Regions from separate parts of the Mus musculus genome. Here regions 2, 3, 4, 5 and 6 are each linked to region 1. A link is a contact called in public HiChIP or PLAC-seq and promoter capture Hi-C data. All regions are on one chromosome and are shown on one strand. Each heading gives the region's core, a stretch centred on a gene start, on an enhancer-like site or on the middle of the called end of the contact. The rest is flanking DNA. Distances are from core to core; before and after follow the strand shown. Region 1 holds the start of E2f5 (E2F transcription factor 5). Region 2 has its middle 67 kb from the start of Gm9733. Region 3 has its middle 68 kb from the start of Gm33819. Region 4 has its middle 46 kb from the start of Gm33819. Region 5 has its middle 23 kb from the start of Gm33819. Region 6 has its middle 28 kb from the start of Gm33819.

Region 1 (5,218 bases), core at 1,405-3,904:
TATACTTCACAATAGCCACAAATATTACAAAATATCTTGGCTAACTCTAACCAAACAAGAGTAAGACCAAAATGATAAAAACTTCAAGTATTTGATGACGGAAATTAAAGATTTCAGAAGATGGAAAGATCTCCCATGTTCCTGAATCAGTAGAGTGAACATAATGAAAATGTGCACTAAGATTAAAATTCCAACAGAGTTCTTTACAGACCTTGAAAGAACAATGTTCAACTTCATATGGGGGAAAAAAAACCAAAACAACCCAGGATAGCTAAACCAATCCTCTATAATAAAAGACCATCTAGAGGTATCACCATCACCATTTCAAGCAGTATTACAGAACAATAATAATACAAATTGTATGGTCTAGGCATAAAAATAGACACATTGATTAATGGAATTGAAGACCGAGAAGTAAATCCATACACCTATGTAATCTGATTTTTGACAAAGAAGCCAGAAATATACAATGGAAAAAAGAAAGCATTTTCAACAAATGGTGCTGGTCTACCTGGATGACTACATGTAGAAGAATAAAAACAGATTCTTATCTATTACCCTGAACAAAATCAAGTCCAAGTGGATCAAAGACCTCAACATGAAACCAGACACACTGAATCTAATAGAAGAGAAAATGAGGAATAGCCTTGAAAGCATAGGCATAGAAGACAACTTCCGGAATAGGACACTAGTAGCACATGCAATAAAATCAATAATGATAAATGGGACCTCATGAAACTGAAAAGTTTCCATAAGGCAAAGGACACCATTAATAGGAGAAAACAAACAAACAAACAACCCAGCAGCCTACAGGATGGGAAAAGATCCCATCACATCTGACAGAGGGCTAATATCCAAAATACATAAAGGACTCCAGAAATCGCACATCAACAAATTAAATAATCCTATTAAAATGGTGTAAAGATCCAAACAGAGAATTCTCAACAAAAGGATTTCAAATGGCCAAGAAACACTTAAGGAAATGGTCAACATCCTTAGCCATCAGGAGAAATACAAATTAGAACGACTTTGAAATTCCATCTTACAACTGTCAAATGGCTAAGATCAAAAACACATGTGACAAATTCTGCTGGGGAATGGATGTGGAGCAATGAAAACACACCTCCATTGCTGGTTGGGAGGGCAAACTAGTACAGGTTCTTTGGAAATCAATATAGTGGTTTCTCAAAAGACGGGGACTCAATCTACCTCAAGACCCAGCTATAGCACTCTTGGGCATATTCCCAAAGGATGCTACATATTATTACAAGGACATTTGTTCACCTATGTTCACAGCAGCTTTATTCATAATAGCCGGAAACTGGAAACAACCTACATTCCCTCAATCGAACAATGGATTTAAAGATAAAATAAGTGGTACATTATCACAATGGAGTATTACTCGGTTGTTTAAAAAAAAAAATGACATCATGAAATATACTGGCAAATTGATGGAACTCAAAAACCTCATCCTGAGTGAAGTAACCCAAACTCAGAAAGATGAACATGGTACATACTCACTTATAAGTGGATCTTAGCTGTAAAGTAAACATAATGCTACAATCCCCAGACCCAGAAAGACTAAGTAACAAGACAGGCTAAAGAGGGTATCTCTCTGGAAAGGGTCAGTGGAATAGAATCTGCAGGTGGATTGGGGGGGCAGACGGGGATTTTAAGTGTTGCAGCTCTGAAGGAAAATGCTTCCCCTACAGAAGTTTTGCTCCAGACGCCTGGAAAAATTTTGGTTTAAAATTGTTTTCAGGATTTACTAGTTAATGCTGTCAGTTTCTCCTCGCGTTTTGTTTTTTTGTTTTTTTTTTTCCCTACTGTTAATTTGGGCATTCTTGCATGAAGGATATGTCTTCATTAATTCCTGCCAAATGATGTTTTTAGTCACCTACTACTTGTTAAGTGTGAAGGATATTCAACAGGTGCGAATACCAAGTTGTTTAAGATCTTGGGTTTTTTTTTGTTTTTGTTTTTTGTTTTTTGTAAACTTTTATTTATTTACATTCCAAATGTTACCCCCCCTTCCAGGTAGCCCCTCCAAAAGTTCTTCATCCCATACCCCCTTCCCTTTGCCTCTGAGAGGTTGCTCCCCACACTACCCCGACCCATCTTACCCACCCAAGGTGTTGAAGATTTTAATCCTGAGTCTCAAGTTTGCAAATAAAAAATGTGGGAGCACATTTCCTCCTCTTATATCTGTGATCTTACTATCGAGCCATAGTTTACGATGTCAATAAGTCAAAAGATGCTGCGATTGTCTCAATAATAGAATTATTGGGGAGCAAAAGAGTATAATTTTGTAAAGAACACTAAAGGCAGGTAAGGAAAGAGCTGGGGGTCTACTTCCTTCACCGTCAAGGCTCAGGTGCTTCTGTTTGCAGAAAAGGCTTTGGAAAAGACTGAAGGTCAGAGTCCCAAAACCTTCCGGGACGCGGCGTTCTCCTATTTACGCGAAGATGAGCCTTACAATACTTGCACCTGATCAGGGATGAGCGCTCCAGGCCGACCAAAAGCACGCTCCGCCTGAGGGAACCCGACTGCCCCGCCCCTCCGCGGAGAGTGCGTTACTAGGCAACGCCGCGCGGCGTCACTTCCTGCCATTTAAACTCGGGCCCACCCTCGCGGCGCTGGCCGCTCGTGTGAATCCGCGCGCTCTGTGGTGCCGTGCGCGAGCCGCGCGGCTCCGGGGACTGGTGGACGCGGGGCGCGCCGTGGGCGGGGAGCGGAGTCCGCGCACCTCCTCTGCCGGTGGCGGAGCGGCTCCTCGCCAGAGGACAGCAGGGCCGCGGCGGTGATGGCGGCGGCGGAGCCCACGAGCTCTGCTCAGCCCACGCCGCAGGCCCAGGCTCAGCCGCCGCCGCATGGGGCGCCATCCTCGCAGCCGTCCGCGGCGCTCGCGGGGGGCAGCAGCCGGCACGAGAAGAGCCTGGGCTTGCTTACCACCAAATTCGTGTCGTTGCTGCAGGAGGCGCAGGACGGCGTCCTGGATCTCAAAGCGGTGAGCGGGGATGGGGAGGGCGAGGCCCGCCCGAGGGTGCTGGGTCCACCACCCCCACTGCGCCGAGACTCCGGACCCGGAGGGGCCGGGATGGATGCGGGGGCCCCACCGACCGGCCACCGCGCGGCCCTGGCCACAAAGGAGCACCCGGAGCGAGCGCCCAGGAATTCGCGCTCTGCTCTGGACTCGCTTAAGGACCGACCGCTCTGCAGAACTTCATTCCTGTTTTGAAGAACTTTCATGCCAGTTCTTCGGAATGAAAGAGGAAAAGAGAAAACTTTCCACACCTCCTCTAAAGTAGTAGTTTTTAGAAGGGGACATTCTTCATCGAGAATTAAGAATTGGGAAGTAAGATTGGATTTGTTGGCTTAATTTAGAATCTTTCTACTTTCTAGACCTGAGATTTGCGGTCACACAGAGAGGGGTCATTTTGTGCCGTTCAGACTAAGTGGTGAAATTACTTAGTAAGCTTTATCTGGTTTTATAAGGATGTTTGCTTCGTTCTTTGCTATGGTTCGGATTTTTTTCAAACAACAACGTCCATTTAAAGCAGTTCAGTCATAGTGATTTAACCGTTCCTGGCAAAACTTGGAAGGATTCCACAACGCAGGGAAAGGGGAACAGTATGGGATCGTGCGAATTAAAATTCAGCTAGTACAAGGAGGTTCAGAAAGAGCCAATACTTCAAAAATAAACAAAATTGCTAGTTTACAGTCACAGCGAATAGCCTCTTATGACTCCTCACAGCTCCTGGCTTGAAGCTATTACCATCCTCAAGACCGTGGGTGGCCAAGGCATAGGAAATAGGAGTCTTAACAGGAGAAGCCTGCCTTCCAGAACTCTGCTGAGTGTCCTGTCCTGGCCCAGTGGGAGGCGCTGGCTTGTTGGCACTTGGATTCCCCCCTTTTCCTGGGTGTAGATGCCAGTTAGTGTCGGTTCATATTTGGAAATGTTACTCCTGGGACCTTTTTCCACTTTTATTCCCCCCACCCTACCCTCACCTCTTCTTTCCCTCCTCTAATGGGCATCTACAGTACTCAAATTGTATTGAATTCAAATGGTACGGTTTCCAGTTTCACTGGCGTTAATGAGGTCAGCAGAGAAACACCTGATGCTACAAAACACCCATTGAAATCTGCTGTTTAAAGTTAAATTCACCTGTAGTGGATGACTACATTAAAAAATTCAGAGAATTTCGGGGCTTTCCGGGTAAACGTGGGATTTGATGGTTTGTCCTGAAATATGCTCAAACCTCGGAAAATGATTTCTAGATTTAGTTGTTTGACTTACTTAACATGTATGACAGCAGGTTCTGGCATTGAATAGCAGAAGTCTGATATTCAAAAGTCTTTCTGTTATCTGGATCTATCCTAAAGATTCAAAGACTTCTGTAGTAATAAATAATTACTTAAAATAATAAGTAATGACTTACAGAGACCTGTATACCTTTCTTTTGGCTAGGTAGAAAAACATTTTACTTATGCATACTTTTTATGTTTATGAATACATATAAAACCATATGTATAAAAATGGCTTACACTGAAGTATTTATCCCTCGTGATGCTTCTTATAGTACATCATCGTGAGATATTAAGATATTCTAATAATACATGTTAAAAGATAGTCCTATTTACAATAAATTTCTAAGTGGAAATTTTAAAACGTGCACTTTATTTTTATAATAGAATCCTTCATTTTTGTGAAAATCATAAATATAGAAATATATTTTTTTCATTAAATACCCTGAGTGGTCATTAAATATTCACGACTGTAGAGGATAAGCCTAATATTCCCATCCAAATGTGTGCCCGACACACTAAACTTAGGTAAGTCCTGGCTTAGGTCTGCTAAGTGAGATCGGACATTTGAAACTGGACTGTTACTTTCTATGCTGTATTGCCTTTAAGAACTAGTAAGTTCTTGAAAATAAACTTAAGTTTTTATATATCTGTTTGTTATGGATCTCTTTTGTGTAAAGAAAAAAAAATGCATAATTTTACACCCTTAGAGTAAACTAACATGTTAGGTGATGGGCATCCATCTGGAAAGGAGAGAGAGCACTGGTGGCAGATTCTGTAGAAACAGATTAAACTAGTTTTTATTTTTCTGTAGCTTAATCACTGAACTGTTAAGGAGTGTGAGTGTCTGTTGCTCTGAAAATTCCTGTTCTGTACACTTTACAGGTGAGTTGCTATGTTTCATTGGCCATTC
Region 2 (5,218 bases), core at 977-3,476, 690 kb after region 1:
GCCATATCCAGGGATACAAATTTAGAAGGTTTACAAGAACAGGGAATCCCCTGTTGGCATCCAGAGGGAAACTACTAAATGAACCCATGAATTAATCCCCTGGATAGTGTTTCAAACATGAAGTGATCTCAGGCACTGCCTATTGGAGTCTCTCTGTTCACTGATAAATGCTGGAGCTGTTGACCTCAAAAAGGCAGGATAGGTAGTTGGACAAGGCTTTAGCACTAGAGTCCTCATCCCTCCCATCTATGCCAAACCTTTGTAGTGTCACAGGAAGCAGGTGAGAACAGCTTTTCTCTAGTCGAGGTTTACCTTTAATAGGCGAACAAGCCTGCGTTCTGATACTTATTGAAGGACCGTCTAGAGACTTACTTTACTTCAACTATCAAAGTCAGTTTCAACAAGTGATCCACAAACTGCTACTAAAACTGAAGTATTAATTTTACACAGGTTAATTCGGTCCAAAACCGTTACAAGGTTTTTTATATTGGAGTAATTTCAGCATAAACACCATAGTTTTTCAAATACAATGATTCATGGCATTTGTTATTGCATTTGGGTGACTTTCTTTGCCTTCTATTTTGAGCAATGCAGCAGGACCTAATTTCTAAAGAGAATATTTCAGGTAGCCCCAAAGGTGACACTCATCCTATCTAAATGTGGAGGTTGAAACTGACACCTGCTCCTTGCATATCATGCACTTGCTGGTACAGCCGCACTGCTGACTGAAGCATGTATCCTCAAATGGGTTGTGGGCAACCTTTATTTAGGTATTGATCAGGAGTGCAATCTGGAATCACCACTACAAACAACAAAGCCGTAGCAAAAAGCTACTTTGGGATGTACTTGAGAAGCATAGAAGCTATCTATGGCAACTAACTAGAATGCATTTTTGTTTTAATTCCCTGTGAACTTTGAGGCATACACATACTTACTTCTTTCAATAGATTATTAGAAAACTGAGACTCAAACAGGAAATTCAGCTTTAACACATTGTTATTTGTAATTTGATATTTAACTTTAAAAGGTTTTTATTTTGTGTGATAATTTTACCTTCTAGCTGCTCTCTCTCCCTTATACCTTTTCTGCTTTCCTATTTGACTCAAGTGAAATATATAAAATACTTCAAAAACATTTACAATGGAAAAACAAACAAACAAACAACTAAATAAGGGTTGCTATATCTAATCATTTAAGTAGTTATTTCTGAAATAGAAATAAAATAACTTTTATCAATTAATATGAGAAATATGATGACTCTATATCATTGGAACGATTGTGTATAGTATTTCTTCAAACAAGTCCAGTAGTTAGTACTAAAAGCACCATTTCATAAAACACTGAAAGGAAAATAAAATAAAAATAAACAAGACCATGGAAAGCAGAGCAAGGAAGACAATAATTTAGGAATTCAGTTTTGAAGTAATACTGTTTTATTCAATTAATACACAATAATTTGGATTTGAAATAATTTCTGTTAGGGTTTGTGTCTCAAATCTTCCCTACAGGTTTTTGTGCTGAATGTCTGATCTTCAGCTCTAAAAGCTAATTTTGGAAACTTTGAAACCTTTAGAAGGTACTATCTATAAATAACTTGTGGGCTCTTTAAGTACAGCTCTGTTTTCTGTTCTGCTATGATCTGGAGTCTCTAACCAACAACTGACCACTGCAGCTGAGTAGATCCACAGTGCCTCCCATTTTGGACAATAAGAAGCATTATCATATGTATTACGACGAGAAGATGACTGTATTTTCCCTGAGCTTGATCTCTGATCTTGGTATTATGTTACACACACATAGGAGTCTTCAAGTATAAACGTATCTCACCCTATCTACACCATCGGAAAGAGGAATTGCAGACAGACTTTTAAAATAATGACAAAGGTTATAACAAGATACATCATGGAAGCATGGAAACTTGAAAAAGAGTGAAAGAGTAACTAGGAAGATAAGAGCTCTTAGGGCAACTAGGAAGATAAGAGCTCTTAGGGCACATAATGAATCAAGACAAAATCCAAGTGTGTAGGAGACTGGTGAAAGATGATATTAGGATTCAGAAGAAACTTGTTTTTATCTTACTTGAAAATATAAGCATGATTTGTAACACTACGGAGCAAAAATATATTGGGTCTTACTATGCTTATTAGGAAATAATCTGGGAGTTCTTCAGGCTAAATATACAAACCAGCTGAAGGACACCATGTTGACATTTGATTGCAATACCATACACTACCAGAAGATGGCGGAATATGTTCAAAGCTTATGAAATGTGTGGCTCTCCCAGAGTTCACTGCAATGCTGATATTTCTAATCATTTAAGCTGTCAAGATAATATGTTTAGTAAAGAAAAACTTGAAACGATGATGTGATTGGTTGGTTTATTTTATAGTCTCTGTGAAGTAGGGAAAGGACTCAAGCAGGTCACTTTTTCAGACTCGTCGTTAGTTATTTAGCTTTCTCATTCAAGGCCAGACTACCTATCAGGGAATGGTGACAGCCAAAGAGGGTGAAGTCCTTCTACAGCAATGTGCAGTCAGAACAATGCTTCAAAGATATGCTCACTGGAAAATATAGATAGTTCATCAATTGAGATAATTTCTAAGTTGTATCAAGTTGACAACTGAAGCAAGTTAGGGCCTACTTGTGTTTATTTTGAAAGCCATTTCAAAGTTTGTTGACACTGAAGGAACTATAAATGATCATTAGTTGGTAGAACAATAAAATTAGCTATCACTCATTATGCATTGTTTGTGTGCCAAGAACTTTATTTTTTTAGATGAATATCTTTTTTAACAATGCTGTCATAATACCATTAAATTCTTTTGTAAGATAAAATTTCAAAGCCCCAAACTAATGATTTCCCAAGCCTCTGCACACACTATTAAGAATCTATAAGATTCAAATCACATTGCTTTCAATATATCTTGCCAAAATATTTTAAAGTAATTTTGGGATTTTTATCTGCTGTTTTACCCTCTTCTTCATACACAGTCCCTTCATACAATTCAGTGCAGTTGCAACTTTTGTGAAAGACAGAATTCTAACATGAGACTTAGGGGAAGAATATATAAAGAATATATAAACTATCTTACCAAAAGGCCAGTGCTTATGCATAGATCCAGAAGCTGGATGATCTATCTATCTATCTATCTATCTATCTATCTATCTATCTATCTATCTATCTATCTATCTATCTATCTATCTACATCACAATCACTGCCTTTCCATTCTCCCTTCATGAAGTCCCTCTCCCCATCCCCACTCCTCTAAGAGGGTGGGAACTACCTGGGTATCCTCCCACACTGACACATCAAGTTTCCCCAGGGTTAGACTAGGCACATCCTCTCCACTGAGACCAGATAAGGCACCCTGATGGGGAACTGTTTCCTTAGTCAGGCAACAGATTTGGGGACCACACCTGCTCCAGTTGTTGGGGGACCCACATGAAGACTGAGCTGCACATCTCCTACATATGTGTCTGGGGCCTCTGTCTAGCCAGTGTATGCTCTTTAGGTGGTGGCTCAGTCTCTGTGAGTTCCCAAGGGTCCAGTTTAGTTGGCTTCATTAGTATTCCTGTATAGATCCTATTTCCTTTAGGGTCTTCCGTCTTTCCCCCAACTCTTCCCTAAGAGTCCCCAACCTCTGCTCAATGTTTACCTGTGGGTCATTACATCTGTTTCAGTCAGCTCTTAGGTAGAATCTCTTAGAGGACAGTTATGCTAGGCACCTATCTGCTAGCATAGCAGAGCATCATTAAGAGTGTCAGGGTTTGGTGCTTGCCCATGGTGTGGGTCTTAAGTTGGTCCAATTATTGGTGGGTCATTCCCTCATTCTCTGTTCCATCTTTGCTCCTGCATTTCTTGTAGTCAGGATAAATTTTGGGTTTAAAGTTTTGTGGACTGGTATCTTTTTACCTCCACTTCCTATCCCCTCTTGGACACACAATCCTTCCCCCTGTTCTTCCAAAAGAGTCCTCAAGCTCCATCCACTCTTTGGCTGTGGGTGTCTGTATCTGTCTGAGTCAGCAGTTGAGTGGAGTCTCTCACAGGACAACATGCTCACATTTGCAAGCATAACTGAGTATCATTAAGAGTGTCAGGGATTGCTGCTTGCCTATGGGATGGGTCTCAAACTGGGCTGGTTATTAGTTGGCCATTCACTAAGTTACTGGTCCCTCTCCCCTGCCTGCATTTCTTGTAATCGGGATAAATTTTGGTTTGAAAGTTTTGTGTGTAGGTTGGTGTCTTTATTGCTCAACTGGGGGTCCTATCTGGCTATAGGAGATGGCCTCTTCAGGTTTTATATCCCCAATGTTGGGATTCACCCCCATTGATTCTTGAGTACCTTCCTTATCTCAGGTCTCTGTCTTGCCTGGGAAATGTCTCCCACCTCCTCACCCCTGTCAGTTGCAGATTTTCAATTACTTTCATGGCCATCTATCCATCCTTTCTGTCTTTCCCTACACCTGATCCTGAATGCCTTCATTACTCTCCCTAACCCTCTACCCTCCCTCCATCTGCCACATATGACTATTCCCTCTTCTAAGTGAGATTCAAGCATCCTGGATTGTGCCTTCCTTCTTATTTATCTTCTTTGAGTCTGTGCAGCATAGCATGGTACCTATATTGAAGGCTGATATCCACTTATGAGTACATATCATACATTTTATGACTAGAATACCTCACTCAGGATGATATTCTTAAGTTCTATTCCTTTAACAGCAAAATTGATAATATGTTTGCTTTTAGTAGCTGAATAATATTCTCCTGAAAGTATAACGTAAAAACAAAATTCTAGGCCTTTAGGCCCAGGCTTAGGAATGTGACCTCTGTGACTCATTGCTCTAAGGTATGCTAATCATAAAACAGATAGTGACATTCCTCCACCCACCTGCTTCCTGGGTTCAAAGAGTGTTCATTCAAAGAAAGTCACCCTGACCATTGCTGGAACCCACTATGCAAATGTGCTATTGTTAGGGGTTCTTAGAAGCTGTCTTGAGAGATGACCTGCACAATTACCAGGTATTCCTTGTGACTCTTGTGACTTTGCAGTTCCTTGGGACTCTTAACTGTTATCTTTGGTATTTTCCAACAACACCATCCCCACTACCTTGAGTTGTGGTTTCTTCCTTTAAATACCCACTTACCCAGCTACTGGGGCGCCACAGTCCTCTACCCCTGCGTGGTGTATGACTATGGGCCCGAGAGCACTCTTGAAT
Region 3 (5,218 bases), core at 1,064-3,563, 650 kb after region 1:
CATAGAATCTGTTGCATATGGCTGTTTTCTTGCTTTATAAAAACACCACTTAAACTGCATCTTTCCTGAACATAAGCCTGGAATTCCAAAGTATCTTACTATCATAATTCTCTTGAATTTTGGAAGAAAAAAATTCATTAATTATAACTATGAATCTTGGAGTTTTACTATATTTGGGGACACTTTATATATTTAAAATTTTCTAAGAAATGTTTGGAATGGTCAGGTCTGGAAATATTTATCAAGACAAAGAGGTAAGCAACATATTCTAGAGGCTATCTTCTTGCCTGAGAAGCAAAGTAAATTCATACAATGTCACTTAGTTATGAGAACTAGGCAACAGAATTTCCTGGTACATGTGGAGCATGCAGGAAGGATTTGCTAACAAAAGGATGCTAAGGGATGTGTGCAGAGGGAGCTGAGGGTCATAGGGAGCTTGCCTGGCATGCTGGAGTTTCTACCGTTGATCTACATCACTGCAGAAACAAGACACACAAGCAAAAACCTTTAACAAATGAGCATATTTATCTGTATTAAGCACAGAAGAGCCAAGTCAGTGAGCCAGACTCCCACCACTGACAGGAGCCCAGGAGACTGCCTTTGCCTTTAGCTCATGTTCACCAGTGTAGATCTACTCCCAAGGTTAAACATTTTCATTTTATTGACATCCCACCCTTTTGTGATTATTAGGATATAGGAATAAATGGCAGGATGCTTTAGGTTACTTCCCTTCCGGTGGAAGAGCCGCATGGTTGGCATATAACCCATAGCATCCACGGCCATGGATCCCAGGGCATTAAACAGTAGATACTCCAGGTAAGATGGGAGACTCACTCCTAATCCATCTCCAATGGACAGAGGGTAGGTAGGACTGCAGAGGATTGGAAGAATCCAAGAACAGATATAAATCACTCAGTCTTACTCCTTGGACTGATCCCATCTCACTTTTGCCGGGCATTCTGTTGTTACTCTTCTTAGTTCAATGGATCTGACCCTATTATTGCCCATGATCGACTTTTAGTCACAATACTGAAGTATCCTGCAGAGAAGGTACAGAGCCTTTTGGCACAGTTGTCAGCGTACCTGAAAGTAATGCGAAGTTTTCTTATAATGTGAAGCTTGCCACTCATTCTTGGACTTTGTACAGAAGAATCTCAAACATGCACACAAGGAAGCTCCACACTGTGGAAAGACTAATGCCCCTGCCAAGGTAGGATTTCACTGGTAACGTGTGAACAAGCACACTCCGGTAATAAGTTTATCCTCTAAAGAGGCATTTATACTTTCTAGAGAGAATTGCCTTTAAAGATACATCTGAACCAGTCTTTAGATTTCTTGGAAAACCAGAAATTTCATGCCTCAGTCATGCTCTTTACTCAGAGACTCCTGTGATTATGTGACTCTCAGTGTGTGTGTCCTGTAAAAATTGCATTAGTAAATATCAGCCTAGTAATTCTTGGTGTTATGATTGTACAGCAAAGCAATTGACCTTCATGCATCCCACATTCAATAGTACAGAAGTACATGCAGATTAGCCATGGACAGTCCAGTTCCCTTTTATTCAAAAGGTCATACAAAACCAGAATCAGTATGTGCAAATATGTGAGATAATTATTCAGACTTTCCCTAGGACCTAAGACAGAAATAAGTAATATATAGCTTTTCTTGCAATAAAATTATGCATGGAACGACTAACTTGGTGACCTTCACATCCTTCATCCACTTTCATATTATTAAAACTCTGATCCCTACCTAATACAATTTAATCTCTTGAAATTATACATCATATGAAGCTCTAAGGATGGCTGAGCAAAAAAAAAAAATCACTTTTCTTTATATTACTATTCTGCTCAAATTTACTGTTAATTTAGTTTAGGTCTAATGTTTTAAAGCAGTTCTGAGTCAGGCTGTCTTCCTAACTAGAATAAATTCAAAGGCCTTTGAAGTAGTAAATATGAAGCTATATTTATGGGCAGAAAATGAAAGTGGGGCAGAGGCAGCCAAAGTTGCTGGCTGAGTGTTTTGTATTTAAACATGACTTGAACAATTGACTGATGTGAGGAGCTGAAATGCTGTTTTTGTGATGGGCTGAGACACAACTCTCCTTATAAAGTATTCTCCTAAGTTGGGTTTTCTGTGTTATATGCTTTTTCAATTCATTATGTAAGTCATTCTTAGGCAGGTTTAATTTAATACCATGATCTTTTGACGTTTGTGACCTTATGTTTTACATCAGTCTGTGTGTTGGGGATGAAGCATGGATATTGGCCAGAAGATTATCTGAGACAAGAGAGCTTCCTTTCCTCTGAGCTAAATAGATCTGTTTGACTGGCACACATGTGACTGATAACAGTAGTGGGGGACCCAGGGAGGGCATCTGACTTTATCTTTAAAGGGAATTTCCTCTTTTTAGAAAAATCTTTTTTGGTTTGTTTTTTAATGAAATTTTCTGTTAAGATTTGCTTATTTTATGTGTATGAATGTTGGTGCCTGCTCATGGAGTCAAAAGGCTTTAGTGCCCCTGGAGCTGGAGGTGTAGATATTGAGAGCCACCATTTGTGTTCTGGGAATCAAATCCAGTTTTTCTATAAAAAGATCAAGTACTCTTAACCACTGAGCTAACTCTACAGTCCAAGCTTGTATCCCTTTTGCTTCAACACACTAGACTGTGAATTTTAATCATATCGACAAATCACCTTCACCATAGCTTTATAAATATATTTTACTATAAACATCAGACTCCAACTGAGTTTTCACATAAAACTATCCCACAAACTGTATAAGCGCTATTATCTACAAAATTGAGCCAGGTCTTTGTTGTAAATTGATTCTAATGTTATTTGTGTTAATTTGGCTCCCAACATCGCACGGGGATGTGCAAATCTGCCTGTAAGATGCTGAGGGTCCCTGACCCTATTTGTCTCTATTGGTAAATAAAGTTGTCAGTGGCCAGTGGTGAGGCCCAGAGACAGAGGTGGGACTTCAGATTTCCTGAGTAAGGGACCATAAGAAGAAGGAGGTTTGGAGAACTGCCTTGCCAGAAAGAGAATAGGATGCTAGCATGAGAGCTATGGATGGCAGAGAACCAGCCATGTAGGAACCAGGGAAAAGCAGTCCCCAAGCTACTTCCTCAACTGTGTCTAAGGTAGTAGAGATGAAATATAGACTTTAGAAAGTAATAACTCTTGAATATTGGAGGGGAGAATGTGTTAGCCATGGAGAAATTTGGAAGTGGCCTAGTCTTTGACCTGCTTAGGGCATATTAAAAATAAGGCTCAAAAGATAGTGAGGCCTGTGAGGGCAAAGTTATGAGAAATCGTTGCAGTTGGAAGAATACACAGATGGGATGGAACAGCTGTGTATATATGTTGTAAAAGACAGAAACGATGGCATGAAAGATATAAAGCTGAAAATGCACAGTGAATTTAGCAATCACCATGTTCTCACATTTCTGCTTTGCAAAGTGTGCTCTTTTATTCTTTAGTTAAGATGTGTACTATTGTGCCATTGACATGGATATGTTTTTCCCCTCTCACCTTTTACATTTTCCCATGGCCTTAAATGTTTGTCTCTTCAATCTCCTGTTAACGTCATTTTCATATCAAAACCAAAATCAACATCCTAACCCTATTTTAGTTTATTAACAGGTATATTTCAGCTTCTTTTAAATCCTTAACCTTCTGTTCCATATCCACAACTGTTTTAATAAAAAGGACATTATTTAGAATTTGATGTAGTTTATTTGTTATGTAGTTTTGTTGTTGTTGTTGTTTCTCTTCAGGAGATTAGGTAGTTTCTTCTTTAGTCTGAAACATGGTTTCCTTTTTCAAATTTTACTCTCCCAGCTTCCATGGACACAATGATGGAAGTTTTTCAGCTCCTCTGTGCTGCCACCATTTAGGAAAAGCTATTACAGCTTTTATTGTATTTCACAGAAAAGATAAGGCTCTTAATATTGTCTGGATTGTTTCTGTAGTTTATAAAAAAGGTAGAAAATAGCACATTGCAAAGCTTCCACCTTCCACCACAGGCAGCACATAACTGATGGGGTCTGGGGTGGGGTTTGGTTGTTTTCATTGCAGACCCTAACTCCTTCACTATAAATGCGGCACTTCCAAAGGAGTCTCACTGGTTAATTTGGTTTCCCTTTCTTTTCAGCGCTTTTAGGTGCTCCTTTCTCTCTGCTCCTTCTATGGTCTAATTAAGCCTTTAGAATTTTGACATTTGAATTTTTTTCATGGTTCTTCAGAACAGGTATTGGTCATTTACCCCACACTATAATTTTCAAGTTTTTAGGATACAGATAAGGGACCATCGGCGAATGCTATGCTTTGGCAAAGAACTCTATATTGACTTTGTCAGTCAAAGAAATGCAGTTGAATCTTCTTGGTCTCTCTTTGTCTTCAGTCTCAAAATTAAATATTGAAGAGTTGCTCATTATGCCTACTTTATACATGTATTACCACAGTTCTTCATATTATTTTAGGATGGGTTCTTCTGAAATGAAATGTAAATGTTTATTTGTGACCTTTTGTCCCCAAAAGTTCAGTCTGATTCTTTCTGGACTGGCCACTAGTTACTGACTGAAGTCCTTGATAGACTACTCTCCTGCTCTTCCCTGGAGCTTCCTGTCACCAAATGTTACATCAAATTCAAGTTAATGGAGGCCACTGGTTGCAGTTCTCAACAATGGAAATAATCAGGAGCAAGGGATACAATTTCTGCTTCATCTGTTTGATAAGAAACTAAGGAATACCGAATGGCTGAGAAGCACCTGGAAAAAAATGTTCAACATCCTTAATCATTAGGAAAATGCAAATCAAAATAAGCCTGAGATTCCACCTCACACCAGTCAGAATGGCTAAGGTCAAAAATGCAGGTGACAGCAGATGCTAGCGAGGATGTGGAGAAAGAGGAACACTCCTCCATTGTTGGGATTGCAAGCTGATACAACCACTCTGGGAATCAGTCTGGCAGTCCCTCAGAAAATTGGACATAGCACTACTGGAAGATCCAGCAATTCTTCTCCTGGGTATATACTCAGAAGATGTTCCAACTTGTAATAAAGACACATGTTCTACTATGTTCATAGCAGCCTTATGTATAATAGCCAGAAGCTGGAAAGAACCCAGATGTCCCTCAACAGAGGAATGGATACAGAAAATGTGGTACATTTACACAATGGAATACTACTCAGCTATTAAAAACAATAAAGTTA
Region 4 (5,218 bases), core at 1,419-3,918, 620 kb after region 1:
CCTTACCTTCTGGAGCAAACAGGATCAACAAGAGTGTCAATTAAATGCAGGGTGAGGGTAGATTAAAATATCCGTGCTATGTTATTTTTCTCATAACACTTTAAGAATAAACTTCTAAAAGATTCATTGAAAATCTGATGAGGTAAGGAGTTCACTGAGACTCAGATTTCTCAGCACACATTCACTGTGCTCAGTCATGCTTATTATCTATGGCTTTGCAGAGGATCCACATTTGTGTAATTCTTCCATTTCCATCCTCTACTTTGTCTGGCATTCAGTAGGTTCTTCACAGACATTTGTTTTCACTATTGCAGGAAAGTTAATCATAGTAGATAACTGGAAATGTAAAGGGATGTATTCAGTCATTTACCATTTTCTCTTTCAATTATACAGCAAGTCAAACAAGTGTGAATATATGAGTCCTGGGAAAATGAATCATTTCCAAGAATTTATTAGAGCAAGAAACTTTTGTAGGTCAGAGAGCTCTAACAAGTCCTGATAATTAATGTAGTGGACCTTTGGTTTCTTCATGAATGGATTCATTTTCTTTTTAAACAAGGAGAATTAAAGATGTAGATTTAGGAGTATAGTTCAGTAATAAAGTACTTGTCTAGTATGTATAAGGCACTGGATTCAATATTCAATGGCAGACTGCTTGCTTAATATCTACAAAATACTAGATACAATTACAAGTATCATCAAAAAATCTATCAATCATTAAATAAATAATAACTGACAAAATTAAAAGTCCAGAATAAAACTCAGTCATACAGAAAATAGCAGTTATTTTATCACCATGTTTATTTGTTTTTGTGACTAGATTTTCTATTACATTGTACAGTGCTTGAGAGCTGGAATGTAGCTTACATACCTTTAAAATCAAAGATGAGTCAATGTTTAACCTTCTGCAGAGGAGAGGCAATGTCCAATCAACCATGGTGAAGGCCTTTAATCCCAGCAATCAGGAGGCAAAGGCAGGTGGATCTCTATGAGTTTAAAGCCAGCCTGGTCTACAGACTGAGTTCTAGGACAGCCAAAGCTCATTAAACAGAGCAACCCTATCTTGAAAACCCAACCAATCAACCAAGTAAACAAACAAACAAATAAACAAGAAACATCAACATGACCACAACTATAGTCCGGTTAAATACTAGTCTCTCTCTAGCACAATTCTTAGGAAAACACTATTCGTGGAAAAGAAGGGATGAGTGACTGTGTAAGCAATGCGAATAGATCTCAGCATTGCCCAACTTCTACACTGTCAACATTCACACTGTGATCTGGAATAAGAGAATTTTGCCCACTTTCAGTTTTGATCGACCTAGAGCTGGAAATCCTTCTCCCCCACCCCACCGGGGGAAAAATCAGTTAAGAGATATAAATGAAGGGCATATAAACTGGAAAGAAGAAAATTGAATTGTCAATGTTCTAAGAAGATAGATCATCATCATATGGCCTGAGCGGGTCCAGTCTCTGGCTCAACATCTGTGAAAGTTTCAGAGAAGAACACAAAGAAATAAGCAGTAGATATTCTAACACTTTAGCTTCTATAGGCTGACCTAAAGGGAGATGTGACATGGTTCTTGCTACAGGAAATTGCTGGGAGACACTATGTGTCCCAAGTTTGAATCCTCAGCCCCCCCTTTTTTTTCCTCTTAAGCTTAGAAATATATTTTAATAGTTTTAGATGAGTTAAATAACCTGAGTTTCTGCTGTTGTTTCTATAGCAAAACTGTAACGTATCAGTTACTGGCTGGTAGGTGGGAGCACTCTTGTCCTCTGTGAGCAGTAGAGGAGATGGGAATCATTCAGCCAGAAAGCAGCAGCAAACAAGAGTTGGGGAAAATGAAGGAAAGAACCTGAGAGAACTTAGGAATCCAATTGTAGTAGATAAATTGGAGGTGAAATGCTACACACAGAAATGGTGCCGCCTCATAGAAGTGATGTGTTTCAAACTTAAAAGTTTAGAAAAACTCATGCCAGGGCAATGCTCTGCTTTAGTCTTTTTGCCAGTGAGTTTAGCCATAGCACTTCAGAAAGGATGGATGCAAAAGATGAACAGAAACTGAGCACTGGAGAGAAAAGAAGCTGGGGCTCAACCTATTCCATGCTGTCCTAAACAGCACTTTGAAACCAGTCACGACTGAAAAAAAATCTCATCATCTGTTTGCAGTATCGAAAACTATGGCATCTGGTATTATGGATGTCAGCAGACCAAATTAGACTTAAGACAAAACAAATTTAATCTGTATTTTCAAATTCAACGTGAAATTCTGTTGATAAATCGTACATTCAACTTTTCCCTTCAAATAAAAGAACAAATGCTTTACTTTAAATCTCAACAGATTTATTATGAAAAGAGTTACCGATGTAGAAGTCAAAAATGAAATAGAGAAATAAAGTAAGGGTCTTGATAGAAGAGGTTTGAGAATGCCAGCACTCATGGAAATGCAGAGAGGAATTTGAGAGATCCATGGGGGCTTGGAGGAAAGACCTAGCAGTGGAGGACGCTCCAGGAAAGTGTCTCTGGAACAACTGAAAAAGAGATGGTCTCATGGGACCATGCTGTTAAAAAGTGGTTTTATGAAATTGGAGAAAAAGGAGGCAGAGTACACGGGGAGGAGAAGTGAAACTAGAGACAACTGCAGAGCAGGTTGTCGCCGAGTGGGGTCCGTTCATGGGGACTGAGCACAGGCCTCAGTGCTACCCACAGAATGCAAGCATGATGGTCGTTTCTGATGAACTGGGGGACGGCTGAGGCTGGGGGCAAGGAGGTGTGCAGCAGTCTGGGGCTTGGGCTTATCCTGCTCCTGAATGCACTGCTCAGCAGCAAGGTCTTCCTCACTCTGAGCAACAACTGGATATTGGAGATGGATCTCAGTGAAATTCCAGTATTTATGGAGCTTCAGAAAGCAGACCAATGACTCATCGCAGCATTTGCATGCAAAGCTGTTTGGACAAAGGCATATACAGCAGTTTGCAATGACATTTTAGTGGATAAATGTGGGAAAGAAGGCCAAATGGAGTGGTGTGAGCAAGGCAGAGAGGCCGAACTATAGATAGAGAGGCGTTGTAATGGGTGTGAGAGTGCAGCTATCATGCATGGGGGAGCATGTTGTTGCCACTGAATGGGGCTGGCAGGATGGTGCGGAAACCTGGAACTCACACGTTCTGCTTCCGAATGGTCTGTCCAGCAGTACTCTGCCTCCGAGCAACAAACAAGATATCCAATATGAAGTATGGTCATTAAGCCTGTTGGAAAAAGTTCCATGGTTCATTGTACCGTTGGAGTCAAGTTAGTTTCCAGTGTCTGTGGTGCAGCCAGGGGTCGCGCTGGTTTCCATGATCCATACTCCTGAGGGTGGACATGGTGATGAGGTCTGTGCTGCTGCTGGAAGCAGTAGCAGTGTCTATTGCTGCCACCAGAGGCCATGTTGATGACCATGATTGGGACTGCTGCAGGAGACTATGTTGAAGTCTAGGTTTCCTGCTGCCATCAGAGGCTGTGTGGGTGTATGTGGTCCATGCTGTCTCCTGCTGCTATGGGCAAAGAAATTTCTTTTGTAGCGCCATGATATTGATGACCCATAACAGAGAAGGATAGACATTGAAGGCTTCTGCAGCAACCTCTCCTCCCAAACAAACAAACAAACAAAAATATGAAAAATGAAACAGTCCAGACAGGAAACCATTGAAGTGAGTCATTAAAAAATGTGATAAAGATGATGAAGTATAGCTCTTTCTTCACAGTTGATGGTTTCTGGCAGTGGAGTGGGGAAGGATTCAGTTATTTTCAAAGGGCTGGCCACTGGGAACTTGACAATGCTCCCGTGAGTATATAGGCAACATAAAATTGACTTTCTGGGTTTGTTTGTTTGCTATCATGGGGGGGAGGATGTAGCACAAGGGTGGACCTGGAAAGAATAGGAAGCAAACATGGTATGGGTGGATTTTATGAAACTCCTAAATAATTAATAAAACTATTATGTTTAGAAAAAGAGTACTAGAACAGAGCACAATTTATTTTTTTTTCTAGAATACAAATAAAGAATTCCTCAGTTGAAGAACCTGAAAATTTGTAAGTACTCCCAAGCTGGAAGATTCCAAGCTATCAAAATGATGTCACTTAAGGTAGAGCTGGAGAGAAAGCCTTGCATGTCAACTCCAGCACCCACTGCCCTGCCATGTCATACTTGTCAGAAAGCAAGATTATAGGCTTAAGACTACAGGCTGAACATGTGCATATTAGATCTGCAAAAGGACCTGAAGGCCAGTCAACCTGCCCAGTGCCAACATCTTAAGGTGGGATATACACAGCAGTCTCAAATGTAAACTACTGACAGACCTGCGGCTCCACTGTCAGCTAGGGCAAGAGCCTAATCCTAAGCAGATCTTCTAGGTTTCCATTCTTGGGTCTCTGAAGTCTATTATTTATGTTTGTACTTCCTTCTGGCTACTACTTCAGTTGTCTCTATGCTTAAGAAACTCTAGCTTCATTTTTTATTGTTTCTTGCATAATATGTAATGAGTAGTCCCTACCTTATACCGTGCCTGTGCATTTGCCTTATGCATTTGCCCTATACTGCAGCACATGGCTTTAAACTTACTAAATTAGTCATCTGAATTTTTAGAAATCATTCATTCATCAGGTGTTAAGTAAAATTTCTGGTTTTCTAGGTCCTCTGGCATGAAAGATCCCTGGGAGAATAATTATTTTGCCATGAACACAGGAACGTATTTTGACAGCTGAGAAAAAGAGAAATCAAATGGGTCAGAGATGTTTAAAGTTCACACACATGGTGGAATTAGGAAAACTGGTAAAACTTTTGTCTGTGGTTAGGTTTTATCCCATTCCCTACTTCCTTACATACACCAAGGTTTCATCTATAGAACCCACTAAGATAAAATTATTGATAAATTTCATGAATTATAAGAAATGATATTTTTCTTCTTTTGCTCACTTATTTTTAAAAGTTAGTTAAGAAATGCCACCATTTTTAACTATTCTTCTTTTATTCTATTTATTAGGGCAGTGAGGGTCAACTGTTAAGGGCTGGAATCCTTGTTACTAATGTGTGATTGAGCTGGCAGTTTACAACTGCTTTTGATTCATGGTTGGGGCTAGACAGAGTACTTCCCTTATGAAATAGTAGAGTGAACTGTCTGGCTATCATCGCTGTGAAAGGCATTCCACTGAGCTGACTGCTCAGTTCAGAGA
Region 5 (5,218 bases), core at 764-3,263, 600 kb after region 1:
GCTCTAAGTTCAAAGAGTTCATAGGGCAGAGTGAAACCTACCTCCTCTGATCTCATTATGGTTTAAATTGCCACCTTTAGAAAGGCATTTGTTTACTCCACCAATTGAAAATATTGAATAGTCCAGACAAGGCTCACTTCTCTCTGCTGCTTTCCTGAGTCTCACTTCATTCAATAGTACTATAGACACTGTTTTGTGACTTTGTAGGCCAGTTTCTATGCATTATAGACATATGGGTACATACTTTAAAATATAGTTTTATATATTTAAGAAAAACTCAATAAAAATTTTAGTCAGTGTCATTTTTGTCATCTTAAAAAATTATTTTTAATTAAAATAGAATTCTATCAGATTTCTTCTCCTTTTCTTCTCCCCAGCCTCTCCTATGCCCTCCACTCTTAAATTATTATTATCATTACTTATGTACATGAATATGTACACAATATATTACTATAACCTTCTGAGTTTGTTTTTGTTTTATATGTATATAAGTTTCAGGGTTACCATATTCTATTGGGAAACCTTTTTACCTAAGCTAATATTTCCTAAAGTATTTTCCAATTTCCAAATATGGATTGCTACTTCATCTAACTGGTGCCATTTGCTACTTGTTTCCTCATTTAACTGGTACAGCCATTTCACTTGATTGTTCCAAACTATACTTATCAGGTGTTTGCTTAGCAATTTTCATTTCTCCCAGTAATGCCAAAGTAAAGATTGCATTGAGCATCTTTGACAGTATTTTCCTACTGCATATAATTATTCTAATAAAAATTGCTAAGTCTCCTCAGAAACATTCTTAACCAACTTGCATATTTTTTGTTTTCGGTCTGCAGTGTAGCACTTGATCTCCATTTGTGTTCATTTTGCCTTCCTAGTGAGAGATTTAAAAGGGAAAGCATATCTCATGCTTATTTTAATATATATTTGTATGTTGTTGATACAGATAGACTATTGGCAATTTTCCCTACTGTTTGCTGTGCCTGTTTTTCTGTCTCAATTTTTCTATTATCTTTTGTCAGGACGTTCTATATATTCTAAACATTATACCATCCCTATTACTGTCATCCTCAGTCCTAACACTGGCTAAGTAGTCACCCAAAGTGACACAGAAGAGTAGACACCATTCAAATTCATGGTTTTATTTTACCAATGAAGGAATACCAGTGAGCAGTGAGAAAGGGGTGAGAGTTAGACACTCTGCTGACCACATGGCCTCAGGATCAAACAGCACCTTGTCTAGGTGCCAGTTTTTGATAACCTTTCCAAATGGCTAAGTCAACAGCATCTTTCTAATCAATCAATCAATCAATCAATCAATCAATCAGTAAAATGGAGGACTAGAAAACTCTCACTCAGCTGTTTTAATTTTGAGAACTCATTTTCTGTTCTCTAGTTCCATATTTAGTTCTATAGAAGCCACACACTGGCCTGTAGACCTTTCATTTGGGTTAAACAGAAAGTGGGTCAGATTTTAGATTCTTCTTTGACCTGGGTGTTCTGATTTCGTTTTTTTGCCTGGAAATCTGCAGACACCCTGAAAGTTTGTGCCCTGCCGGAAGCTTCTGAAGTTAGAAACATCCATTATGTCATTGTCAATGCACATTTATCCCCACTGGGCCCTCTCAATTCTCTACTTCCTGTGCTTTGCATGTGTCCAGCATCTGGTCCCTTGAGACAACATTTATTGCTCTATATTGTTGTCACCTTGCCACATGTTTTGTGCATAGCAGTCTTTAATAGCTGTTAATTCTAAAAAGTAGTTTTTCTCCTGGAAGGAGGGCAGAAGAGGTGTTTGGGAAAGGCAAAGCCCTGCAAGTGATCCCTGCTTTTGAATAATGAGTGTGACTTGATGACATTTTGCCTTGAAGATCAGCTTGAAGGAAGTTGTCGCATGTCAGTCCAGCTTAGCCTGGAATGATGCCTAACTCATGCAGTAGGAACAGAACAGTCACCAAGGCTAAGCTGCATATCCAGCTGTCTTGTGGTAAAAGAAACAAACTGATTCTCAATCTGCCTGATGCTCTCAACTAGAACTGAAACTGAAGCTATCTACATTGACATGCAAGTTAGTAGACGTCATTAAGAATGAAGAAATTACTTCTGTTGATATTCTCACTTTCATTTTTAGAAACTGTCCGACAGCGCTGGCTTCAGGAATAAAGATCCCATAAGACATCTGTGCTAAGTTGTGTAAGTGAGAGGCTTAGGGAAGAAGATCACAGAGCATTTGGAAAGAAACTCCTAGGTGTTGTCTGTGTGAGCAAGAATATTAAATGAATTAATTAATACTAATTAATGAACTTTGGCTAATTAAACGTACGGACTTACTTTAAGGAATTTAATGTGTGCCTTCTTACCAATGCCATGGAACACAGGGGTCACCAGCACTGAAGAGAGCCACACAGTCTAGGATGTTGACCTCTTAGTGATGACCAACTTGCTCTATTCTTCTGCAACACATTCATTTTCTGATCCTAACCAAAATATTCTTGACAAATGCAAAACAAAAGTGCTAATTTCTCAAAATCCAGAATGGAAGAACAAAAAGATAATACATCCTACCTGTTTTTGTCCACACTTGACATATGTTCACATACTTGAATACACAGGTATTTGAGTCAAACTGCACAAGTACCTTCACTCAGTATACATGCACACATGGACACATACTTGAATATACGGGTATTTGAGTCAAATTGCAAACATGTTTTTTAAAACTAGGAAAACCCTCATGAATACACAAAAACTAGGAATAGATATGACACTAAAAACTGAATGCAAATTGAAGACTGGTATGGATTCAATTGGAAGCACTTGTTAAATAAACATTTTCCTTCTCTCCACTATATGCTAAGAAATGTTTCCATTTACAAGCATAAAGGGTGAATTACAAGTACTAATTCTTCACAAATCAGGGTCAAGAATATAGTAATATAGCTGAATTTCAGACAATCATGTTTTCTCAGACATCTTGAAAATGATTACTGGGGAAACTACCAGATTTATTTATATATAATGAAAATAAATTAATAGCTGAGTCATAATTCCTGTCTGTTAACAGAATACTACACTTGAAATTCTACTAATATTAGGTAATAATTCAGAGAAATGAGTTTTTATTACATTTCCTATTAGGTCAACCAAAACCAGGCTTGTTTTTAAGACTGCAAGGGGAGAAGTGTGAGTTAGCAGCCTGGGTTCCCAGCACCCAGTGGTATTCCATATGTGTAGCAGTTTTAAATCACACTTCTCCCATGGCCATGAGATAACATGCCAAGGATTTTTACTAGTTCTTTCTGGCAGTTTGTAAAATTTTTCAAAACCAACTTTGTTTTTGTCAGGATTTGAAATGATGAAGTTACTAGAAAGATCCAAGTTCATTATTCGTTCATCACAAAGATTACCTTACACTTAGTTATAAAGGAAAATTTCACTTTCTCATTTTGTTTGACAGGAAAAAGCAGACTCTATTGTATCTGCCCTAGTATGAGAGGACAGCAGGGAGGCTGATGTGGCCTTATGTATTTGGTTCACTAGCTATCTGCATCCTCTTGTCTTCCTATTACGACTTGTAATTTTGGAAGCCCTATTGCCCTAGTAGGGGCGCTAGAGTAGACCTGCTTTAACCTGTTAGTAAGGCCTCCTGACCTATTTGATACTGGATGTGATGAACATCAAGCTTCTTAACAGGGAAGAAGCAGAAGCAGAAGTGATGCTGAACGATTTCTTTCCGCATCACTGAACATCCACACAGGAGCCCTGAACACACTGTGTGCCAAGGTTGGCCATACTATAGATAATGGCTGCAGTGAGTCTCAAGACTGTGCAGAATCCTAGTGTCCATCTGTATTTCCAGGTCATTCCCTGCTGAAAACTTCAAAATAATAGCACCCTGAAACACCTCGATAAGGTTTTCCCTCTAATAGTTGGGTCATAGAAACCAAAATATAATAAAATTGTACATTTTAAGACATTGAGTCTGAACGTTGTAGAACACAATTACTGGAAATAAACTCAATTGCAAGTCAATTCCATGTTACTAGGTTCAGAAATTAATTGGCAGAAGAAATTGTAGAGCAAGTCTATGTGAATAGAATCACCCTGTTTATCAAGCCGAGCATGTATCACTCAACATGGAAGCTGCAACCAATCGTTCACATATGAGATTGAGGGTGATTTCTGAAACTTTACCTTATTTTCTTATTTCTGTACCAAAAGTTACTAGGACTATGTGACCTAGGTTCAAATCAATTTTAATCAACCATAAATTACTTTCAGTCTCTGACAAGTTGATCCCTGTCCCTATTACAGAGAAGTATAAAACAGAATGCCCTGCTATGGTATCCCCTTGGTTTTGTGATCTTTCCAATGAAGAAGCTAAAGGGGTCTGCAACCCTATAGGTGGAACAACAATATGAACCAACCAGTATCCCTGGAGCTCGTGTCTCTAGCTGCACAGTAGCAGAAGATGGCCTAGTCAGCCATCATTGGGAAGAGAGGCCTCTTGACCTACAGGGGAACGCCAGGGCCAAGAAGTGGGAGTGGGTGGGCAGGGCAGTGTGGGGGGGGAGGTAATGGGGGACTTTTGGGATAGCATTTGATATGTAAATGAAGAAAATACCTAGTTAAAAAAAAGATGATTAGTCTAGGATACGAGGTTTCAATTGTTCTTTCCTACAGGAAGGTTTGCATTAGCTTGCCTTCTTTATAAATAAACTGTCCTCCAAAGTTCCCCCATACAGATGATACGTGTGCTGCCCTGTAATCACAAAAACAGAATGATCTGTGTCTTCCGCTCACTTTCTCTTCCATTCCTACATCGTCTGCAGCAGTTCTGACTCCAGGATACCTTGAGAGTGTCTGAATGGTAATATTTAAAGAATATAAAATCTGTCAATATTGTACAAATGTTATGAAGTAGTGTCAGCACCCTTAGTCATAACACTAGCTACGATTTACTGAGTATTTACCATATACTAGGAAATGGAAATTATGTTTTAAATATCATCTCATTTAATATATTTGTAGAAATTTCCTTCCTCCCCCCCCCCCCCACCGTGTGTGTGTGTGTGTGTGTGTGTGTGTGTGTGTGTGTGTGTGTGTAGGGGTGTGCTCTGACACCTTTGGCTTTGCTCTTCTTCCTAGCTTCACAAAGTAGTAAAAGCTTAAGAAGAGAACTGCTTTTCAGTTCAACCACACAGAGCATATAGCATTA
Region 6 (5,218 bases), core at 1,251-3,750, 550 kb after region 1:
AAGTAAAGTTCAGAGCTCAGTTTTGGATAATGTGCCTCAGTACATGAGATCCAACTAGTATTTTTGTCACAAGGATTCTCATTGGACTAAGGAATACTGGTGGGGTTAGGCAGATGTGCCAATGATCTCCAGGTATTCCTGTGTCTCTGCCTGGCCACTGGTGGGCTTACAAGTGTGCACCACCATGCCTGGATTATTACCTGGGTGGTGATAGTGACATTCCTTTCTTCACATTCCAGCAGCAAGAACTGTGTAGTCAAATTGGTATCCCTAGCCCCAAATCCTAATCCTTGACCTGTTTTTCATCAGTGCCTTCCAATGTGTGGGGCCAGGATTCAACTCCAGTGAAATTGAGACATTAATGAAATAAAGTAAGTGATTTAATAGTTCTCTATGTATGCTTTAGTACTTAACTGGCTCAAGCTAATAACAACATATTTCAGGAATAAGATACTACCACTCATCTATTATGTTTTCCTAAATCATTTTTATCTACACTGAGTTATGATCAATGTAGCGGTCTTTCAGCATGAGAGGAACCCAGACTTATGCAGAGTGAGTGAGTCTCTGTCAGGAAGCACTCAGGCAGGAAAACAACAACATGACCTTGAATGCGTCAGAAGCAAAAAACGTCTTGGCACACAGAGGAAATGGAGGCAGAACAACAGGACAGCCAGTAAGCAGCAGTTTTGTAGTTAAAGTTAATTACCTTCCTGTACTCAAAAGTAACCATGGTTGCTCTGAAACTAAGCGAGCACTGTTCAGTTATCTGAGTACTAACTCAATGGTGAAGATAAAATTGACTACATATAGGCCAGAGTTCTTTTTAACAGTTGATCTGCCAGTGACTTTGAGAATCTGAGAGGAGAGTTGAAATCTTTATGAATGGAATTTATTCATTTTCTGGGAAAACCTCGCTCCCATGATACACCATGGTCCTGGCATACCATATTCCTGGCACACCGCACTCCAAACTGCTGAAGCTCCCTTGATGATATCCGTGGGAAAGCCATTGTTTGCATAAGCTGTGATGTTTCAAAATCACTTGGGATAGTGACCTACTTCCTACAACTCTGATGTTCACATAAATATTTTGTATCAAAGATATCAAAGCTTTCAATTCTAAACCTTCTGGGAGTTTTATCTAAGCTTTCAAAAACACATATAAGTGGGAAACTATGTATTATATTTTTATAAATTCACAGATACTCAACTTCCTAATAAGATGAAGAATGAACAAATGAGTTTTTAATGTGGAAGAAATTAGGTTTGTTTTCTAGATATTAAACCTGGAATCTCTTATCTCACTAGCTGTCAGTTTAAATCTATATGTATAGATTTCTAACTACACAGTCACAATAGAATGCTCATGAGGTCATACAATAGGTGTGAATTATTCCTATTGTTTCCCTTATTAGATCTAAAGGAATAGAAATATTTTTGAAAAATACTCCATTTCAAAAGACTTACTTATTATATTTACATTAAATGAATAAGGAAAGAAAAAAGGGGAAAGAATAAAAGGGAAAAAGTATAAGAGGGGGAATTGAAGAAAGAAGGGAGAGAAGGTAGGAGGGAGGGAGGGCAGTCTTGGGAAACATAGATTTAGCAAAAATCATTAGCAGGTCTGAGAATTCAAGTGAACAGAGTTGTTGTTGTTTTTTTGTTTTGTTTTGTTTTGTTTTTTGTTTGTTTTTTTGAAGTGGAAGGGTTTATTGTCTGCTCTTGTGCTGGTCTGGGGCTGTTAAGCAGGAGCTGGGGTCCAGTTCTTCACACAGCATTGTAGGTCCTATTGTGGATGAAAGGAGGGAGCATCAGGCAAGCTCTGTCTCCAGGGATGCAGTGGCTGATGTCATTGTAGTTGTATCTAGAAGCCAGGGAGGTCGAAGGGTCGGAGCACAAAACCCACAGAGTTCTCAGGTGTGGTCATATTGGTACTAGCCTCAGAACAGGGCATGTTGTAGAAGCCCACTGTGACCAGGCCACCAAATCCTTATTTTCAATGTTTGTATTGTGAACAGAGTATTAATAGCAAGGAATAGTTTAAAGCTATTAGTATTTTACCTCCTAACAGGTTGGCAGATCTACAAAGTCTTAAACTGGTGAATTGTTCTGATTATTCCTCTTTTTAGAAGTAGAAATATTTCTTAACTTTTTCCTTTCTTTTTAAATTAAAAGTAGATTCTTTTCATACAATATATCCTAGCCAATTTCCTCTCTCTCTACCCTTTCTAGCTCCCCACCACTTCCCTTCTCTCTGAGATCCACTTCCCCTTCATTTCCTCTTTAACAAAGAGCAGACCTCCAAGAGGTGACAGCCAAGCAGAACAAAACAAGATGCAATAAGAGAAGAGGAGCTACTAGCAGTGGGAGTGAGTATATCTCTGATTCTTTGCTTGCTCCTGGAACTCTATTCCTCCTATTGGGTTGCCTTGTTCAGCCTCAAAAAGAGGGCTTGGCTCTTGCCTTGTCTCCTTTCTTAACTTTTAAGTAATTGCATTTATAACAAAATCTATTGACCATATCCCTATGAAGCAAAGGGAGTGTTTCAGCCTAATTGTAACATGGCCAGATTTAAAGAGCTTCTAAAAGAAAAATCAGATTCTAATACATGTAGTTGATTTCTCCTGAGGCTAAAATAGGGACAAACTTGGACTTTTTAATGTATTTTTTCATTCCCATGTCTTTGAAATTCGTTGAAAGCTTTAAACCTCTGTAGCTGCCAAAAGTCTCCAAGGGCAGGCTACTCTTACTCTGTTTCTTTTGGGACATTGATCTTATTTTACTTGCTTAGCACCAAGCCAAGTTCATGCTTTATCACAGCTGCTCCAGTCTGGTAGATGAGGTGAGAGTGAGGGAGTAGAGAGCATGCAGGCCCTATGTCATGGTTACTGTTCTATTGCTGTCCATAACCATTAAGTCACATTAAGGAGAATGGAAACAGGCAGGCCTGCATGGTCCTGACATGTGGCTGAGCACTTAACATCGGATCCAGAAGCACAGGCAGAGAGCATTAACTGGGAATGGCCCGGCCTTTTGAAACTTAAATCTCACTCCCAGTGACACACCTCCTCCGACAAGGCTCACCTCCTAAAACTTCCTAAACAGTTTTCTTACACACGTTCTCGCGACCGGCCAGGAAGAACGCAGCAAACCGGAATCTTCTGCGGCAAAGCTTTATTGCTTACATCTTCAGGAGCAAGAGAGCAAGAGAGCAAGAGCAAGAGTTCTATTGCTTACATCTTTAGGAGCCAGAGCGCAAGAGAGCAAGAGCCAGAGCAAGAGAGCAAGCAAGAAAGCAAGAAAAAGAACAAGAACAAGAAAGCAAGAGCAAGAAAAAGCAAGAACAAGAGAGCAAGAGAGAGAAAGAATGGCAAAACCCCGTCCCTTTTAAGGAGAATTATCCTCCACCTAGGACGTATTACTCGCTGATTGGCTGCAGTCCATCGGCCCAGTTGTCATCACGAGAAAGGCAGAACACATGGCGGGAAAACTGCCCCTGCACGTGTGCAGATTATGTTTACTACTTAGAACACAGCTGTCAGCGCCATCTTGTAATGGCAAATGTGAGGGCGGCTTCCCACACAGTTTCACCAACTGGGGACCATGTATGCAAATATATGTTGTCATTCAAACCCCTGCAGCCTTGGAACAGGCAGGCTGGCTTGCAGAAGGCAGGCTGAGTGTGCTGCTGGTGTCACAGACAAGCCTCCCAGACAAGAGTCCTTTCTGTCATTTACTGTTCAGTATCGCTGTCATAGATTTCATTTCAAGGTGTCATTCACTTGGTTGTAGAAGTATTGATGTTCATCGGCTTTACAGGATTACCTAATATGCCTGTCACTCAACCAAGCAATTTCCGGTCAACCCAGGAAGCAGAGAGAACATATTGCACATTCACTCTCAGAGTTCTGTGCAATAACAACTGGCTTCTTGAATGTGTGCTAAACTTTGGATTCTTGTGGTAATTTTAAAATTGATTTTTACATTTCCCTTATGATTGGAACTGTCTGTGTCCCCTCCCTCCTTTAGGCCACATAGAGAATTTCATAGTCATTTGGCTTCAGGTGTCTATTCTACCTGCCAAGTAAAGGTGCATATATAAATGACCTTCAAATGAGTTAGTATCTACTATTGAAGGCACATACTTTGTCTGAGATATTGATTGGTAATTTTGACAGAGAGAGCTCTTCTTATGCACAGATACCTAGGGTATAGATTTGATAATGGAAAACAAGTTTTATCTCTCTTACCACACCTGACTGTCAGAGGTCTAAAAACCACTTGGTTGTCTTTAAGCACATTCACGTCTGAAGAAATGAAGGAAATAAAAATATCTATAGTTATGTGGACATACAATTTTATAGGCTAAAAGTTTATTTTTTAGAGTTCATTGAAATCATTGAGGATTAACTATTGAGATTTATGTTAGAAAGCAATGACAAACTCAATTCAGAGCTCAGACAAATGCATGAGATTTGCAAATTTTTCTTTCCTTCTATGACATCACTAGGACAGAGAAAGAGACTTCCTTCTGTTTGTCAGGAAGATACTCGTGAGATCAGTATAGCTGCAGCCTGCAAAGTAAAGGGTGAATGCTATGGGCCAGGGCAGTCTCACAGGATTAAGACTTCTTACAAGGCTAGCTCACCTACCCTGTAAGCTCACCTAGCAATGCAATGCAAACTCCTTACAAGGCCAACACACCTATGATGCAGACTCCTTACAGGGCTAGTACACCCAACTCCCCAGGAGCTGAGTCCAATGTCACACAGGGTTGTTGAGGCAAATACATTTTTCTTGGAATTGTTTACTTAGTAGTACATATACTAATACACACCAAGGTCATAAATATCATAAATAGCATGACTGTTGTCTAAATACTCTTGTTTTGTTTCAGAACTTATATGTGGATATAAGCTGTTTGCTATGTGATGATCAAAGGAATATATCACAGAATTTAGAAAAATAAAACCAAACTATAGATTGCAAAGAGGTCTAGTTGGACAGTGAAATAACATAAGATCTTAGGTAAATAGAGGTAAATAAGCTTTTTGGTTATTTTAAAATGTCTATGGTCATTCTAGCCCATTTTCAACTTACCCAAATGTCAAATTGGTAAAGAAAATGAATAAAATTGAATGTGAACCATCCATGTTCATATAATTTTAATTCCTTTAAGAGGCATATATCAAAATAGCGACACTGCTAAAATAGT

Evidence for each region. Promoter capture Hi-C pulls out the DNA fragments that hold promoters and counts their contacts. HiChIP or PLAC-seq counts read pairs in DNA pulled down with a chosen protein or histone mark.
Region 2: a contact with region 1 is called in an H3K4me3 HiChIP or PLAC-seq map of bone marrow-derived macrophages, with 7 times the contacts expected there. The contact joins the enhancer-like site here to the promoter of E2f5 in region 1. A contact is called at or near these places in 3 of 39 promoter capture datasets (the C10 cell line, cranial neural crest and pre-B cells) and 4 of 115 datasets of contacts at active chromatin or transcription factors (the 230-238 cell line, bone marrow-derived macrophages, large pre-B cells and 1 more).
Region 3: a promoter capture Hi-C map of the HPC-7 cell line shows a contact between it and region 1, with 4 times the contacts expected there. The contact joins the enhancer-like site here to the promoter of E2f5 in region 1. A contact is called at or near these places in 10 of 39 promoter capture datasets (the 3T3-L1 cell line, the C10 cell line, the HPC-7 cell line and 5 more), 1 of 15 datasets of contacts at CTCF or cohesin (large pre-B cells), 1 of 484 Hi-C or Micro-C datasets (B cells), 4 of 115 datasets of contacts at active chromatin or transcription factors (astrocytes, bone marrow-derived macrophages, embryonic basal ganglia and 1 more) and 1 of 9 other capture datasets (embryonic stem cells).
Region 4: a contact with region 1 is called in a promoter capture Hi-C map of pre-B cells. The contact joins the enhancer-like site here to the promoter of E2f5 in region 1. A contact is called at or near these places in 15 of 39 promoter capture datasets (the 3T3-L1 cell line, 3T3-L1-derived adipocytes, the C10 cell line and 10 more), 1 of 15 datasets of contacts at CTCF or cohesin (large pre-B cells), 3 of 484 Hi-C or Micro-C datasets (pre-B cells and rod photoreceptor), 4 of 115 datasets of contacts at active chromatin or transcription factors (astrocytes, embryonic stem cells, large pre-B cells and 1 more) and 1 of 9 other capture datasets (liver).
Region 5: a promoter capture Hi-C map of pre-B cells shows a contact between it and region 1. The contact joins the enhancer-like site here to the promoter of E2f5 in region 1. A contact is called at or near these places in 6 of 39 promoter capture datasets (the C10 cell line, cranial neural crest, frontonasal cranial neural crest and 3 more) and 2 of 115 datasets of contacts at active chromatin or transcription factors (embryonic stem cells and large pre-B cells).
Region 6: a contact with region 1 is called in a promoter capture Hi-C map of pre-B cells, with 4 times the contacts expected there. The contact joins the enhancer-like site here to the promoter of E2f5 in region 1. A contact is called at or near these places in 7 of 39 promoter capture datasets (the C10 cell line, the HPC-7 cell line, cranial neural crest and 3 more).

The regions. Positions count from the first base shown.
Region 1 is chr3:14,576,017-14,581,234 of GRCm38.p6, forward strand. E2f5 (E2F transcription factor 5) reads left to right here and starts at 2,655. Exons shown (of 8, transcript NM_007892.2): 1 at 2,655-3,007. The coding sequence starts at 2,804.
Region 2 is chr3:15,262,420-15,267,637 of GRCm38.p6, forward strand. No RefSeq gene overlaps it. Among named protein-coding and RNA genes, the nearest start is that of Gm9733, 67 kb to the right of the region's middle. Within about 2 kb of position 2,227, at least 2 of the 459 cell types and tissues checked have an H3K27ac peak or open chromatin away from gene starts, as enhancers often do. A contact at or near this core is called in bone marrow-derived macrophages, where this site is marked.
Region 3 is chr3:15,222,323-15,227,540 of GRCm38.p6, forward strand. No RefSeq gene overlaps it. Among named protein-coding and RNA genes, the nearest start is that of Gm33819, 68 kb to the left of the region's middle. Within about 2 kb of position 2,314, at least 4 of the 459 cell types and tissues checked have an H3K27ac peak or open chromatin away from gene starts, as enhancers often do. A contact at or near this core is called in the HPC-7 cell line, where this site is marked.
Region 4 is chr3:15,200,298-15,205,515 of GRCm38.p6, forward strand. No RefSeq gene overlaps it. Among named protein-coding and RNA genes, the nearest start is that of Gm33819, 46 kb to the left of the region's middle. Within about 2 kb of position 2,669, at least 21 of the 459 cell types and tissues checked have an H3K27ac peak or open chromatin away from gene starts, as enhancers often do. A contact at or near this core is called in pre-B cells and pro-B cells, where this site is marked.
Region 5 is chr3:15,177,593-15,182,810 of GRCm38.p6, forward strand. No RefSeq gene overlaps it. Among named protein-coding and RNA genes, the nearest start is that of Gm33819, 23 kb to the left of the region's middle. Within about 2 kb of position 2,014, at least 21 of the 459 cell types and tissues checked have an H3K27ac peak or open chromatin away from gene starts, as enhancers often do. A contact at or near this core is called in pre-B cells, where this site is marked.
Region 6 is chr3:15,126,286-15,131,503 of GRCm38.p6, forward strand. No RefSeq gene overlaps it. Among named protein-coding and RNA genes, the nearest start is that of Gm33819, 28 kb to the right of the region's middle. Within about 2 kb of position 2,501, at least 14 of the 459 cell types and tissues checked have an H3K27ac peak or open chromatin away from gene starts, as enhancers often do. A contact at or near this core is called in the HPC-7 cell line and pre-B cells, where this site is marked.